Linked DNA regions of Macaca mulatta: region 1 is linked to region 2. A link is a contact called in public Hi-C data. All regions are on one chromosome and are shown on one strand. The core of a region is the stretch at or near the end of the contact, and the rest is flanking DNA. Distances in the headings are between cores, read along the strand shown.

Region 1 (7,112 bases), core at 3,184-5,683, 120 kb after region 2:
TTAACTGCTGATGGCTGAAACTGCTGTTCCTTCTACCTGTTCGGCTCTGAAGTTCAAGGGAAGGAATCCTGAATGGCGGCTGAAAAAAAAAAAAAAAAAAAACTTTAGAGAAAAGGTAGCATTTGAGTTGAGGGCGCGCAGGGTGGATAAGAGTTCCAGCGCGGGCGTATATCTGGGAGCTGGGGTGTGGCTGTGGCGGGCGGCATTGCAGAAAAAAGGCGACAGGCATTCTGAATAGCATAAGGAGACAGAGACAGAAGTGATGTGTTTGTAGGACGCAAGAGCAGTTCATTTTGAGGTGAGAGATACAGCTGGAAAGATAAGTAGCGGCCCGATTGTGCAAGGCCATGAATACCAGGTTAAGGACTTTGGACTTTATCCTGGGATGCCAGTGTGAGTTCTTGAGCAGAAAAGTAAGTAGCTGGGTCCGAAGTTCGCGTCAGCAGGATCACTGTGGCTACAGCAAGGCAGAGAATCAGGTGACCGCGTCCTGGCCAGCGGGGCAGGCAAAGGCGCGGAGTGTTGCACATCCACCTGCAGGGGGCACACTGAAGGGCCGAAAGCCCACCCCGCCCCCGTCCTCGCCGCCCTACCCCGATGCGCCGCGCTCGGAACTCGGTTAGCCAGCCTGGACGCGCCCCTCTCGGGCTTCGGCTACTCTGCCTGGACGCGCCTCCGTGCGTCACGTCCGCTGTGGCGTGAGGCTCTTTAGAGCAGAGGAGGGGAGCAAAAAGAAGCCTTTGCGCGTGCGCCAGGGCGCAGCCGTCGGTGGTAAAAGCTGTGGGGCTGGTGCGGGGGACAATTTTACGTCTACAGGCGCTTACACGTCTGTACGTTTCTGAGTCCGCACGGTTGTCTTCTCTTGCTGAATGGCCATAGGTGTTTTGTTTTGTCCCAAGAGATAAAGGCAACAGGCAAACAGTACAGGGGTGATGGGGTGCTCCTTGACTTTAGCGGGGCTGACCCTGGCACTCCCTCTAGGTCTCCCCGTTGCGAAGCACTGAGTCTCTTCACGGCAGTTTCTCTCCAGTTACCTGCCCTGTCTGCGGCCCAAACGGCCATGCTAGTGAAAACCTGTCCTGGCCGCTAAGCAAGCCCAGCCCAGGCTGTAATTTATGTTTCTAGGGCTTGTTTTTCTTTGCAGTCAAATCAGAGATTCGGAGTTGAAGGGGACCTTAGAGGTCAATATGCCCAACCTCTTAGCCCGAGTGAGTGAATGTACGGTTTTTACCACACCTCGAAAATCGCCCGTTTCCTGGGAACAACGTTGATTAGGTAGTCCTGAAAGTTTCCTGCATGCAAATTTCACTCCTTCGACATCATTTATTGCTACCTACTGTGTGGAGGCATTGTAGGTCCTGGGGATACGATTGAAACCGATGAAGAACGAAGCGCACAAAGATTGTTGATCTCGGCCAGGCGCGGTGGCTCACTCCTGTAGTCCCAGCACTTTGGGAGGCGGAGGTGGGTGTATTGTTTGAGGTCAGGAGTTCGAGACCAGCCTGGCCAACATAGCGAAACCCCGTCTCTACTAAAAATACAAAAATTAGCCGGGCTTGGTGGCGTGCGCGTGCAGTCCCAGCTACTCGGGAGGCTGCGGCAGGAAAATAACTTGAACCTGGGAAGTGGAGGTTGCAGTGAGCCAAGATTCCGCCTGCATTCCAGCCTGGGCGACAAAATGAGACTTGTCTCAAAAAAAAAAAAAAAGATTGTTGGGGACAAGAGGGAAACCAACAACCAAAAATAGAGGCCTGATCTGATTTAGTGCTAGCAGGAAATAAAAAGAACATATGGTAGAAATACACAGGTGAGAATTTCTTGGAGTGATCGGAGAAGGCCTCTTGGAAGTGGTGATGTTTATAACCAGCCAAGTGAACAGTTAGGTGTTCTAGGCTGAGAGAAGAACAATGTTCTTTAGGCAGGTTGTTGTTTTCTAGGAATAGACAGAAGGCTACTGTGACTGGAGTGTGGTGAGGCAAGGTTGTGAATGGTGAGAAAACATTGAGAATGTGAGCAGGAGCCAGATGCACGCCTTTGTGGGGTACGGTAAGAAGTTTGAAATATATTCTAAGAGCAATGGGAAGCCAAACAATAGTTTGGGGTACAGACTTGATCTTGGTTCGTTTGGAACCAATCTCTTCCCCCATATCACAACCCTTTAAATATTTGAAGAGGGCTGGCCGGGCGCGTTGGCTGACACTTGTAATCACAGCACTTTGGGAGACCGAGGCGGGTGGATCACGAGGTCAGGAGTTTGAAACCAGCCTGACCAACACAGTGAAACCTCATCTCTAATAAAAATACAAAAATTACCTGGGCGTGGTGGCAGGCACCTATAATCCCAGCTACTCAGGAGGTTGAGGCAGGAGAATCACCTGAACCCGCCAGGCGAAGATTGTAGTGAGCTAAGATGGTGCCACTGAACTCCAGCCTGGGCGACAGAGCTAGACTCCATGTCTTCTTATCTGGAGGATTTATGGATGGATTTCTTGTTTGTTTGTTTGTTTTGTTTTGTTTTTTTGAGACGGAGTCTTGCTCTGTTGCCCAGGCTGGAGTGCAATGGTGCAGTCTCTGCTCACTGCAAGCTCCATCTCCCAGGTTCACACCATTCTCCTGCCTCAGCCTCCCAAGTAGCTAGGACAACAGGCGCCTGCCACTACGCCCGGCCAATTTTTTGTATTTTTAGTAGACACGGGGTTTCACCGTGTTAGCCAGGATGGTCTCGATCTCCTGACCTCGTGATCCACCCGCCTCAGCCTCCCAAAGTGCTGGGATTACAGGCGTGAGCCACCGCACCCGGCCTATGGATGGATTTCAAAACATCATTCCACACACTTTGAAAGTGGGGAGTTTTTCAAATGTAAATCAAGTATGTATATTTTTATTTTTTAAATAAAACAATGGAGCCGGGTCTCAAACTCCTGAGCTCAAATGGTCCGCCCACCTTGGCCTCCCAAAGTGCTGGGATTACAGGCACAAGCCACTGCGCCGGACCCGGGTGTGTGTGTGTGTATGTGTGTATATATATATATATATATATATATATTTTTTTTTTTTTAATTGAGACGGAGTTTTGCTCTTGTCGCCCAGGCTGGAGTGCAGTGGCACGATCTCGGCTCACTGCAACCTCTGCCTCGCGGGTTCAAGCGATTCTCCTGCCTCAGCCTCCCGAGTAGCTGGGATTACAGGCACCCACCACCATGCCTTGCTAATTTTTGTATTTTTAGTAGAGACAGGTTTTCACAATGTTGGCCAGGCTGGTCTCGAACTCCTGACCTCAGGTGATCCACTTGCCTCAGCCTCCTAAAGTGCTACAGGCATGAGCCACCTCGCCTGGCCGGCCTGTATATTTTTAAAGGAAATAACCTAAGAGTTTTTTCCAGATTTTCAAAGAGGTCCTGTAAAGATTAAGAACCACTGAACCTTTCTCGTTTGCCTGATCCTGGTTACTGTTCTCAGGAATAGGAGGACACAATGTCAGCTTTAACCCAGGCTAGTTCCTCTAAACTGCCTTATCGGTGAAATGAAAATAATAGGGTTGCTATGGGGATTAAATGAGATGATACTCAAAAAGTGATAATTAATGATAAATCATAAGGTGTCTGCCACAAAGTGCCCCTATTATAAACAAACAGTGGCCTGGAGGGACAGTTTATAAATACTGCTCCTTTAGCATTCCACTAATATTCACTGAGTGCCTGTTCTGTGTAGAGGCCCTGGTGAAAAAGATCGGCCTTCCAGTATATTATCTAGTCGAAAGAACCTCAAAAGATACAAAACACGATAGACTGAACGCCCTGAGAAGGGCGTAAGTGCAGTGCTCTAGGAGCTGTAGAAGAGGTCTCGATATCCACTGGAGGAAAGTGTTTATTGGAGTTCATATCTGGAGTGGGTTTAAAAGATGAACAGAGGGAATCTAAAACATACACACAAAATCAATACTACACGTACACATTTTATTCTTGGTTTTGTGGAAAGACCAGTTAGAAACACTGCAATCACTTCTACTACTCAGCAGATACTGAGCAGTAGGTTTCGTGACAGAGCACCTGTATCTTTTGTCCAGTCTGTTTACTATACATTGCGTGCTCTGGGCAGTCCTTATCTTCGTGTTCAGGAACAAAGTACACACACCCCTTTCCGAAACGAAGGGCCCAGGGATTCCGAGAGGGGTGGGAGCCCTCACGGCCAGACCACACAATGGGGAGCCTCTTTACCCTAGTTATCACCCACCCCTGCAGGCTCCACTTTGCCAGGGTTCGACTTCTCGGGTCCTTTCGCCCCTCCCCTGCAGCCCCCAGGAGCGCAGCAACAGCCTGGCCAGGCGCCCTCCCTCTCTCTCTCTCGAGCTTCCCTCCTCCTTCACCGGGAGCCGGAAAACCCGGAGCGAACCAGCCCAGCCCGGCGGCGCATGCTCAGTAGCGAACAGGTTCAGTTCGCTAGTAGGAAGCTCTAGCGCTACACCGGCGGCGGCGGCGGCGGCGGCTGCGGCGGCACCTCAGGGCAGCCAGATTCCCCAACAACGACCTCGGGTCCTTCCCCTTCCCCGTGAGACCCCCGCCCCAGCTCAGCCCCGCCCGGGGCTCCTGCGTTTCGGGGTACCAACTGAGCAGAGCGGGCGCCGCGGCCGGAGCGTACCTCCACACGTCCTCCCCCAGCCGCCAGCTCCGCCGCGGGGCCAGGCCGGGCCCGAGAGTGCAGCCCCGGCGGGCGGGCGGGCGGCGGCCGCGGCAGAGGGCAGCCCCGGGCGGCGCCGGCGGGCCGGGGAGGAGGCGCGGGGGGCCTGGCCCCGGGGCGGTGGTGCGGGATGCCGCCGCCTCCGGGCCGCGTTCGTTCTCCACAGTTGGTACCCGTGTCGGGTGTGTGGCCGGGCGCGGGCCTCGCCCCCCAGCCCCCTCACCAGGGCTAGCCCGGCTGCGCGGCGCCCGGAGGGGGCCGGGCCGTCCGGTGGGGCCGCGGCCCTGTTCCGTGCTGCGATCTCGCCCTCTCGCAGCTCCCCGGCCCGGCCGCCGCCGCCCCTCTCCCCGCCCAGAGGCGCCCCGGGGGCACCATGCAGGCGCAGCAGCTGCCATACGAGTTTTTCAGCGAAGAGAACGCGCCCAAGTGGCGGGGACTGCTGGTGCCTGCGCTGAAAAAGGTGAGGAGCACGCGGGACCCCGCTTCCCGGCCGCAGCACCCCAGCGCGGGCGCCGGGCTGGCGCTGGGGAAGGGCTGGGGAGGCGGGGCGCGCGCAGGGCTGTCTTTCTTCCCGGTCTCGCCGCGTCTCCAGAAGGACGGCGCACACTGAGAGGCTCGCCATACGGCTGGCTCTCAGTGTTGACATCCACCGGGTGTGTGGGAAGGCCGCAGGGAGCTGGCGGGAGTTTATCCGAATAATCCAACCCCTGAGAGGTGAATGCTTTGCCCTTTGATTCCAAGACAACAGTTGCAGGAGCCTCAGTTTTCTGCGGAGGTCAAAGCAGGCCACTTTTCCGCCTTCTCGGTCTTAGCGCGGAGCTGCTGTCAGCCTGCCGTTTTAGGTGTCCAGTACGCTCGTTTTAGTGGCTTTTCGAGAATGCCCTGGCCGTAGTGCTTGCTCAAAGGAATTGCGAGCTCGCCTGCCAGCAGTAACGTGGCCTGCTCTGTTCGCCATCAGCAATCACTCCTCATTCTCCTGGTTTCCCCCGCTCCTCCGATTAACAGGGGCCGGTGCACATGCTACCAATTTCGGGGTTTTTTTGTTTTGTTTTTGCAGCGTTAGAAACTTGGTGCTGTCATTTGGTTAAGAATTTTTAGCCTTTGTATGTTTAAGTTTGCTACGTTGTTACATACCCCCGATCTGTGCTTTTAAATGTTTTAGTATAATTAGGAAGTGTTGTTACATTTTTAAAGCTTCTAAAGCAGCAGTGTGACTACCAGACTATTTTTGTTTCCTTTTCTTCATTTACCTTTTCTGTAAAGATTGCTTTGCTCTTCTAATAGTGTTTCTAAATTCCAGTTTCTTGCTGCTTAAAGAATGTTTCATGCTAACTGCTTCTACTAAGAATGGAGATTAATGTTGTACCTTTTATGCTAAACATTAAAAGCTGTCTGATATTTCTCAAAGGCCAGTAACTTTTACTTTCCCTTTTGCCCTGTTCTCCTCCTGTCCCTCTTGCTGTCTTACAGTGGAAACTATTTGGTTTGTCAGGAGTATTTGCTCATATATTTCTGACTTAAGTTACGGACATTTTCCCCTTCAAGTGTCTGACTAGTCACAAACATCTATTTTTTTTTTTGTTTGTTTGTTTGTTTTTTTTTTTTTTTAAAGAAAACCAAAAAGATGCCATGTATCTTACATACTTTACTCCTTAGAAATCCCATCAGGCTCTCACTCCTTACTTTTGCTTTACTTGCAAGTTTGGCTTCTCAGCTTGCAATGGAATGGGTGTAGGACGTCTCTGTGATGCTAGAAGCTGGTGTCCGGATAGGGTAAGAGGAGACAGGGAAATTGTTTAAAAATCTGTAAAGGAACTCATAAAGTATTGCCAAATAGGGGCCATTTTGCTTAGAGGCAAAAACAGCTGCTTTCTTAGGGAATCACCAAGCTATCAGCTGAGAATTCTTTGAAGTAGTGGAAAGAATATTGTAGGAGTTGACAGACCTTGTTTTAATTCTGCCACACTGGTGGCCCTTGCTGGAATCTGTCCACAGAAGCATTTTGTTTGGCTGGCACAGTGTGGTTTTATTTTCAAATGTAATTAGTTGCTAATATTTGAAAATGGGAGATATTACATAAAATCTGAATTTTCTGCTTTTCTTGACGAATAGGAAGGTCTTGTCATTTAGGGTCTGTATTCAAGCGAGGCACTAAACTGCTGGAGGTGAGTAAATGGCTGCCTTCTTTAGACAGGTCGTGTATCTCCACCTTACCACAGCCCCCACTTGTCCTTTTTGCATATTTACATAAACCAGCTTTTGACTTTAAGCTAGAAATATTTTTGCAGTAGAAGTGATAAGAGGAGGTGGAAGTGTACATAATCTAGCTGATATGTAAGGTTCTTCCAATTCTTATTTAAATATCCACTAACAATGATTCTAAACAAGGTTGAAAATACAGTATATTTCATATCTGGATACGTTGTTGGTAGCTC
Region 2 (6,830 bases), core at 3,403-5,902:
GTAGCCAAAAGAAAAAAGTAAAAACATAGGCCGGGCGCAGTGGCTCACACCCGTAGTCCCAGCACTTTGGGAGGCCAAGGCAGGCAGATCACAAGGTCAGGAGATCGAGACCATCATGGCTAGCATGGTGAAACCCTGCCTCTACTAAAAAATACAAAAATTAGCCAGGAGTGGTGGCACATGCCTGTAGTCCCAGCTACTCGGGAGGCAGAGGCAGGAGAATCACTTGAACCCAGGAGGTGGAGGTTGCAGTGATTGTACCACTGCACTCCAGCCTGGGCAACAGAGCGAGACTCTGTCTCAAAAAAAAAAAAAAAAAAGGAAAAAAGTAAAAATAAAATATACATATTCTTAAATAATTTTCGTCCACTTGTGATTTTACTATTTGAATTTCTGCTTCAGAGTGGCTTTTTCATATCTCCAAATAGTGAGAGGATATTTAAATCAGTTTAGAGTGTTTGTGTTGGTTTTCTTTTGCTTCATGGTTAGATTTTGTGTGTGTTTTTTTGTAAATGATTTTCATTAACTGAAAATTTTGGGTTCTCATTTCTTTTTTCTTCCAATAATAGCTTGTACAGGGATGGCTTTCCCCTGTTTCATTTCTCGGGCAAGTTTTGGCTGTTAGTAACTGACTAGCATCCTAGGCCAAGAGAGTCTTTTCTGTCACCATAGAAAAGTGCAGTTTCTTTCACTGATGACACTTTTTCCCCGTCTTTGTGGTGATGGGAGGATTCGCATGTCCTTCAATTCAGAATTCTCTTTTGTCTTGCAAGATGCCAAATGTATCCCTCTTGCTTCTTTTTCCCTTCACTGTCCAGTCTCCAACAGGTGTCTTTCCCTTCCCTCTTGTCCTTTTATTCCCCAAAAATGGTGCCACACTGACTAGTGCCACCTTGATACCCATGTCCTTTTACACCCCTTGAGTGAGTGCTCTGACCTACCAGGACACTCTTGGGGTATTTTTACACTTGTGATGTGTTTTCTCTTTGGGAAGGAGGTGATCTTTCTTAGTCTTTCTTAGTTTTCTTAGGCCCTTCTTTTACTCTTCTTTCTTACAGCTTTTTAGATCTCATCCGTCTCATATCTTTGCCTTCTGCCAAGGTTTATAGTGGGAGCTCACGCGATAACCCCTCCAAAATTTAGGGGCTTTTCTTTTCTTTTTTTTTGAGATGGAGTCTCGCTCTGTCACTCGGGCTGGAGTGCAGTGGCACGATCTCAGCTCACTGCAACCTCCACCTCCTGGGTTCAAGCAATTCTCTTGTCTCAGCCTTCGGAGTAGCTGGGACTACAGGCACATGCCACCATGCCTGGCTAATTTTTTGTAATTTTAGTAGAGATGGAGTTTCATCGTGTTAGCCAGGATGGTCTTGATTCCCTGACCTCGTGATCCACCCGCCTCAGCCTCCCAAAGTGCTGGGATTACAGGCGTGAGCCACCACGCCCGGCTAGGCTTTGCTTTTCTGCCTAAGTTTGTAGAGTCCTCTGTCTTCTTGTTATATTGAAGGCATTGTATTTATGTGGTTTTATTTGTCCTGGTTGATTTGTATTGCTTTGTGGAAGATATATGAAGAGATTAGGTTTAGGCAGCAGTCACTGTCCTTGGCTACCTCAAAGCCCCCCACCATGTGTACCTTGACAAGCCATTTAGGCATAATGTGGAGCACGTTTGTGAACATTGGGTATGGACAGAGGATAAGAAAGAAGAGAAGGCCTTTGGTTTAGAATGTTCCAATTTTTAGATGATTCTGTCCATTCATGTAGAGGTGTTCATCAAGCAGTTGGATAGTTAGTCTGGATCTCAAATAAGAGAATAGAAATTACTGCCTCCAGAAACTCTGTTATAATCCTGGTAAACTGGAATTAGAGCTGTAAATTCCAGAAAGGAATTTACAGGAATCGGTCTAATTCCAGCTTGCATACTCAGACTCATTTTCCATGAACATATAGTAGGGCTTTTGAAAACAGAAATATTGAGAGGTTATTAGGTGAGGTACTATTTTCTGGAGCTTTATTTTATTGTATTTAGCAGTTTGGTTGATGTAATTACGAGATCTAAATATTAGTCTGAGGAATAGTCATTACTGAATCTGTTGAGAAAAAAGTAAAAACATAAATCAATAGATCAAATCAACTACCTAGAGGGAAATAAGAAAATAATGCATAAATTAAAACTTCATTATTAAGCTTTTTGTCATATTTATAGTTTCCCCCAATAACTGTAGTACTTATCAAGTAGGTTAAATTAACAAATCTATAAAGTTTTATACCAATAACTTTATCGCATTTTATTTTAGAGACAGGGTCTCACTCTGTCACCCAGGAAGTAGTAAAATGGTACAATCATAGCTCACTGTAACCTCAAACTCCTGGGCTCAGGTGACCTCCCGCCTTGGCTTCCAAAAGTGTTGGGATTACAGGCATGAGCCAATGCTCCCAGCCAGATGCTAATAACTTTCTAAAGCAAATTCCCAGTTTCTCCTACTCTCTTTCCAGCCATCTATTACTATGCAAATGTATGCATGCTCACATCTAACTATCCTTAAAATAATAATACCTAGGTAAAAATACAGTATAACTAATAGGGTTTTCAGAACATAATCTGTGATGGATTTTCCATGTGTTACTTGAGTGTGTATGCTTGAATTTTCTTTCTTTAATAACAGAGAAAACCAAATTCATCCCCCCTCCCAAAAAAAAAGCAGCACTGTAAAAAATAGTATGTCAGTAGTCATTTTATCCAGGTAAACATTTTTCTGCATTGTATATTTTTATGGTGGCAAGTGGAAGTAGATGATTTCTTTCACCATTGAGATAATCTGTAGATGGAAAAGACAATATTATTAGAGAAGTTTTAAAAAATGTGTACTCATTTGAAACAAGAGAAATTGACAAGTAGTCAACTCTTTCACTTGACATTTTGTTAATACCAAGACCTGGATAAAGTGGTTCTTTGAATTATACATTCTTTTTGTTTGTTTGTTTGTTTTTGTTTTTGTTTTTGAGACGAAGTCTTGCTCTGTCGCACAGGCTGGAGTGCAGTGGTGCGATCTCAGCTCACTACAACCTCCACCTCCCGGGTTCAAGTGATTCTCCTGCCTCAGCCTCCCAAGTAGCTGGGATTGGAGGCCGGTGCCACCACACCTGGGTAATTTTTTGGTATTCTTAGTAGAGACAGGGTTTCACCATGTTGGCTAGGCTGGTCTCGAACTCCTGACCTCAGGTGATCCACCTGCCTCGGCCTCCCAAAGTGCTGGGATTACAAGCATGAAGCACCACGCCTGGCTGAATTATGCATCCTTTTGCACTTAACTGAGAGGCTGTGTAATGCAGTGATTCTTTGAGATCTCACTGCCTGGGTTCTAATTCTGTATTGCCTTCACTATGTCTTTTCTCATCTATATAATTGGATAAAAATAACACTTACTTCATAGAATATTTGTGCAGATTCTACGTAATTTGCGTAGAACAATGTTAAGTGCCATTATTATTGTAATTGTTATTGGGTTATATTAACAAGATTCTGCTGGATAAAGTGGGGTGGGGTTTTTGAGACTAATTAGAATTTTTCTTTTTTTTTTTTTTTTTTCTTTTTGAGACGGAGTCTCGCTCTGTAGCCCAGGCTGGAGTACAGTGGCACGATCTCAGCTCACTGCAAGCTCCGCCTCCCGGGTTCATGCCATTCTCCTGCCTCAGCCTCCCGAGTAGCTGGGACTACAGGCGCCGCCACCACGCCCGGCTAGTTTTTTGTATTTTTAGTAGAGACGGGGTTTCACCGTGTTAGCCAGGATGGTCTCGATCTCCTGACCTCGTGATCCGCCCGCCTCGGCCTCCCAAAGTGTTGGGATTACAGGCGTGAGCCACCGCGCCCGGCCGTGCTTATTATTTTCTTTTGGGGCTAAGAACTTAAGAATCTGTTCTTCCATGAAAATAAAAGCTAGGAGCAATAAGTGCCCTGAAAGGATTTTGTTATTGTTTTGACTTTTTGAGACAGTTGTTGCCCAGGCTGGAGTGCAATTACTGCATCTGCACTATCTCAGCTGGGTTCAAGGGCCTCCTGAGTAGCTGGGATTGCAGGCATGCGTCACCACACCTGGCTAATTTTGTATTCTTTGTAGAGATGGGATTTCTCCATGTTGGTCAGGCTGGTCTCAAACTCCCGACCTCAGGTGATCCGCCCACCTCGGCCTCCCAAAGTTTTGGGATTTCGGGGTGTGAGTCACTGTTTTTAAAGGCTGCTTTGTTTTTAAAGGCTGCTTTGTTCAATGGTCCACGCTCGCTCTTCTCTCCACCAGGTGGAAGTATAGCACTTTTTGTACCATATCTTCTTACACAACTCCTCCTAGTCATTGTGTATGCACTTGGGTTGGAAGAGAAAAGATAAACAGCATATTCCAGAGTATGAAATGTTCCTTCAGCTGGATTTTACAGCATCATATTTCGGTTATTTATTTGAGGATAATGAAAACAATAGATGGGATAAGTTTCTTTTCCACAAATTCTTTTAATTCAACTGAGGTCAACATAGAACAATTGTCAGAAATAGCATATGAAATCTTTTGATAGGTGGAAGAACTGCAGAGGACTAAACTAAGAAAATAATATCCAAATATTTTTAAGTGGATTTCCAATTAATTGATGAAAATAAACCTTTGGCATCTGGGCAAATTTGTTGTAAATAAACTGTGAGAACATTGTCTTTTATAGCTTGATTAAGGCAAGTCTACCTTATTTTCCAGGTGTAACTTTGTACTGCAAGTCAATCGATAACAGCACTAATTTAAGTCACTTCCACTGTAATGGAGAAGTATGAAAAATTAGCTAAGATTGGAGAAGGGTCTTATGGGGTTGTATTCAAATGCAGAAACAAAACCTCTGGACAAGTAGTAGCTATTAAAAAATTTGTGGAATCTGAAGATGATCCTGTTGTTAAGAAAATAGCACTAAGAGAAATACGTATGTTGAAGGTAAGTTAACTTTATATATATGTAAAATATCATGGTATTGAGTGAAATATGCATGCTAAAATTACAAAGAATTTTAAAGTTATTTTTCCCCATTGGACTTAAATTCCTTTGTATCAGCACTTTTGGGTAATAAATTGGTTATCACTTTGGACTTTGGCCACTCTGATTTTGTCTGATGTGTATGAATGTAGCTACAGATTGTTATATTGAAAAGAACTTTTATTCTTGTTAGTAAATATCCTAAGTCCACTCACCCCAGTGTTTACACTTGCCCCCAACCTCGGCCCTCCTCTGGATGTCCCTCCAAATACTTCCCCTACCAACCAGCAACTGAAAGAGCACCTCCTGGCACAGAGAGTCAGTCCCACAGGACCGCACCAATGCCCTGGTAGGCATTGACATTCATTGGTTCCTGCCTGCACTGAACCCCAGGTTATTAGACATACTGAATATCACCCCCAGTGACGTATACATTTTTTACATCAAGGTTTTTGTTATAATTGTTTTCCCTCTGATAAGATTTGACATGTAAGATTCCTAAGTTCTCAATGTAAATTTTTTCTTACGCTAAAAATCTTACACTTTTAGAACTATAAGCGACCTTAGAAATGCTTCTTATCCACCACCTGTATTTTCCACAGAGGAAACGGAGGTCTGGGGCAGCACTTCTCAAATGTTAATATGCGTTGGAGTCCCCGGGGACCTTGTTGAAATGCAGATTCTGAGTTGGGAGGTCTGGGGTGGGCCCGAGATTCTGCATTTCTGAGTGCGGAAGCTGCTGGTTTGTGGGCTACACATTATGTAACAAGACACTGTGATTTCAAGGACATACAGGCAACCTTCATTTTTGACATGTCGTCTGTTTTTAGAAAATCCCCAGAAATTCAGTTTGTAAGGGGGGGATAATAATTATCACTAATAATTATCATATTATCTCTCATTTTCAAATATGATTTCCCACAGGTTTCCTCAACTAATACATACTAGAGTTTTGTTTGAAATACAACTTGATACTTAAGAGTATTCAGGAACATATCCATCATGATTTAAAAAAAAAAAAAGTTCACTATTACCTGTCAGCCAGCAGAGGGCGCGCTGGTCAGCTCGCCAGCTCTGGCACCCTCACTGAGCTAAGCTGCAGGGCGGGTCTGAACCAGGCAGTGTGGCTTTCTAATAAAAATAATGCTTTTACCTGTCAGCCTCTCCCTCCCAAGTCTTCAGATCAAGTTAATGCTCAGGTGGTACCTTCTGCATTACAAGTGCCCCAACTTGAGAATGAGGCTGTAAGGTAAAAAGTAGCCTGATTACGACTCAGCTTGGTCTCTGATGAAGGCCCTCAGAATGTCAGAATGTCCATCCTTCTGCTTTTGGTATGTTGTGTCCATGTATGCCCTGAACAGCTCCTTCTGTGATCCATCGACCTTACTTTTCTCACATAGTCCTGTTATTTAAATTGTGTTTGCCTCTCTCTCCTTACTACCTGTTTTTCTTTAGGCAAGTTACTGTTTTTCTGGGCTAGGTTAACTTCATTTGCAAAGGAGATATAAATTGCTGACCTACCCAAAGACAGGAGATTGGCCCAGGTTTAACCTGGACATTGCATCAAGCTGTACCATCTGTAAATCTTTTACTCCCCTAGTAGAGACCCTGCTTTGCTTCCATGCTGTGGTTTTGCAGCAGCACGAAGCCACTGGCTTTTTAGATGACCTAGTCTCCTCCACTCTTTGCCTTTCTGCTGCTTTAGGCAGTGGAGCATATAGAAAACAAATTGGTTTGGTGCTTTGAGCTTTTCTTTTTTTTTCCCTTAGAGAGATGGGGTCTCAGTATGTTGCTTAGGCTGATCTCGAACTCCTAGGCTCACGCAAT

Evidence for each region. Hi-C and Micro-C count contacts between places; a contact is called where the count stands out from the background.
Region 1: a Hi-C map of liver shows a contact between it and region 2, with 2.6 times the contacts expected there. The contact joins the promoter of SOS1 here to the promoter of CDKL4 in region 2. A contact is called at or near these places in 2 of 14 Hi-C or Micro-C datasets (fetal cortical plate and liver).

What each region holds. Positions count from the first base shown.
Region 1 is chr13:85,811,680-85,818,791 of T2T-MMU8v2.0, forward strand. SOS1 (SOS Ras/Rac guanine nucleotide exchange factor 1) reads left to right here and starts at 4,434. Exons shown (of 22, transcript XM_028831742.2): 1 at 4,434-5,137. The coding sequence starts at 5,051. It overlaps LOC114671734 (a long non-coding RNA gene), which reads right to left and starts at 684. Exons shown (of 2, transcript XR_003721776.2): 1 at 356-684; 2 at 1-79.
Region 2 is chr13:85,690,561-85,697,390 of T2T-MMU8v2.0, forward strand. CDKL4 (cyclin dependent kinase like 4) reads left to right here and starts at 4,653. Exons shown (of 9, transcript XM_028831739.2): 1 at 4,653-4,964. The coding sequence starts at 4,797.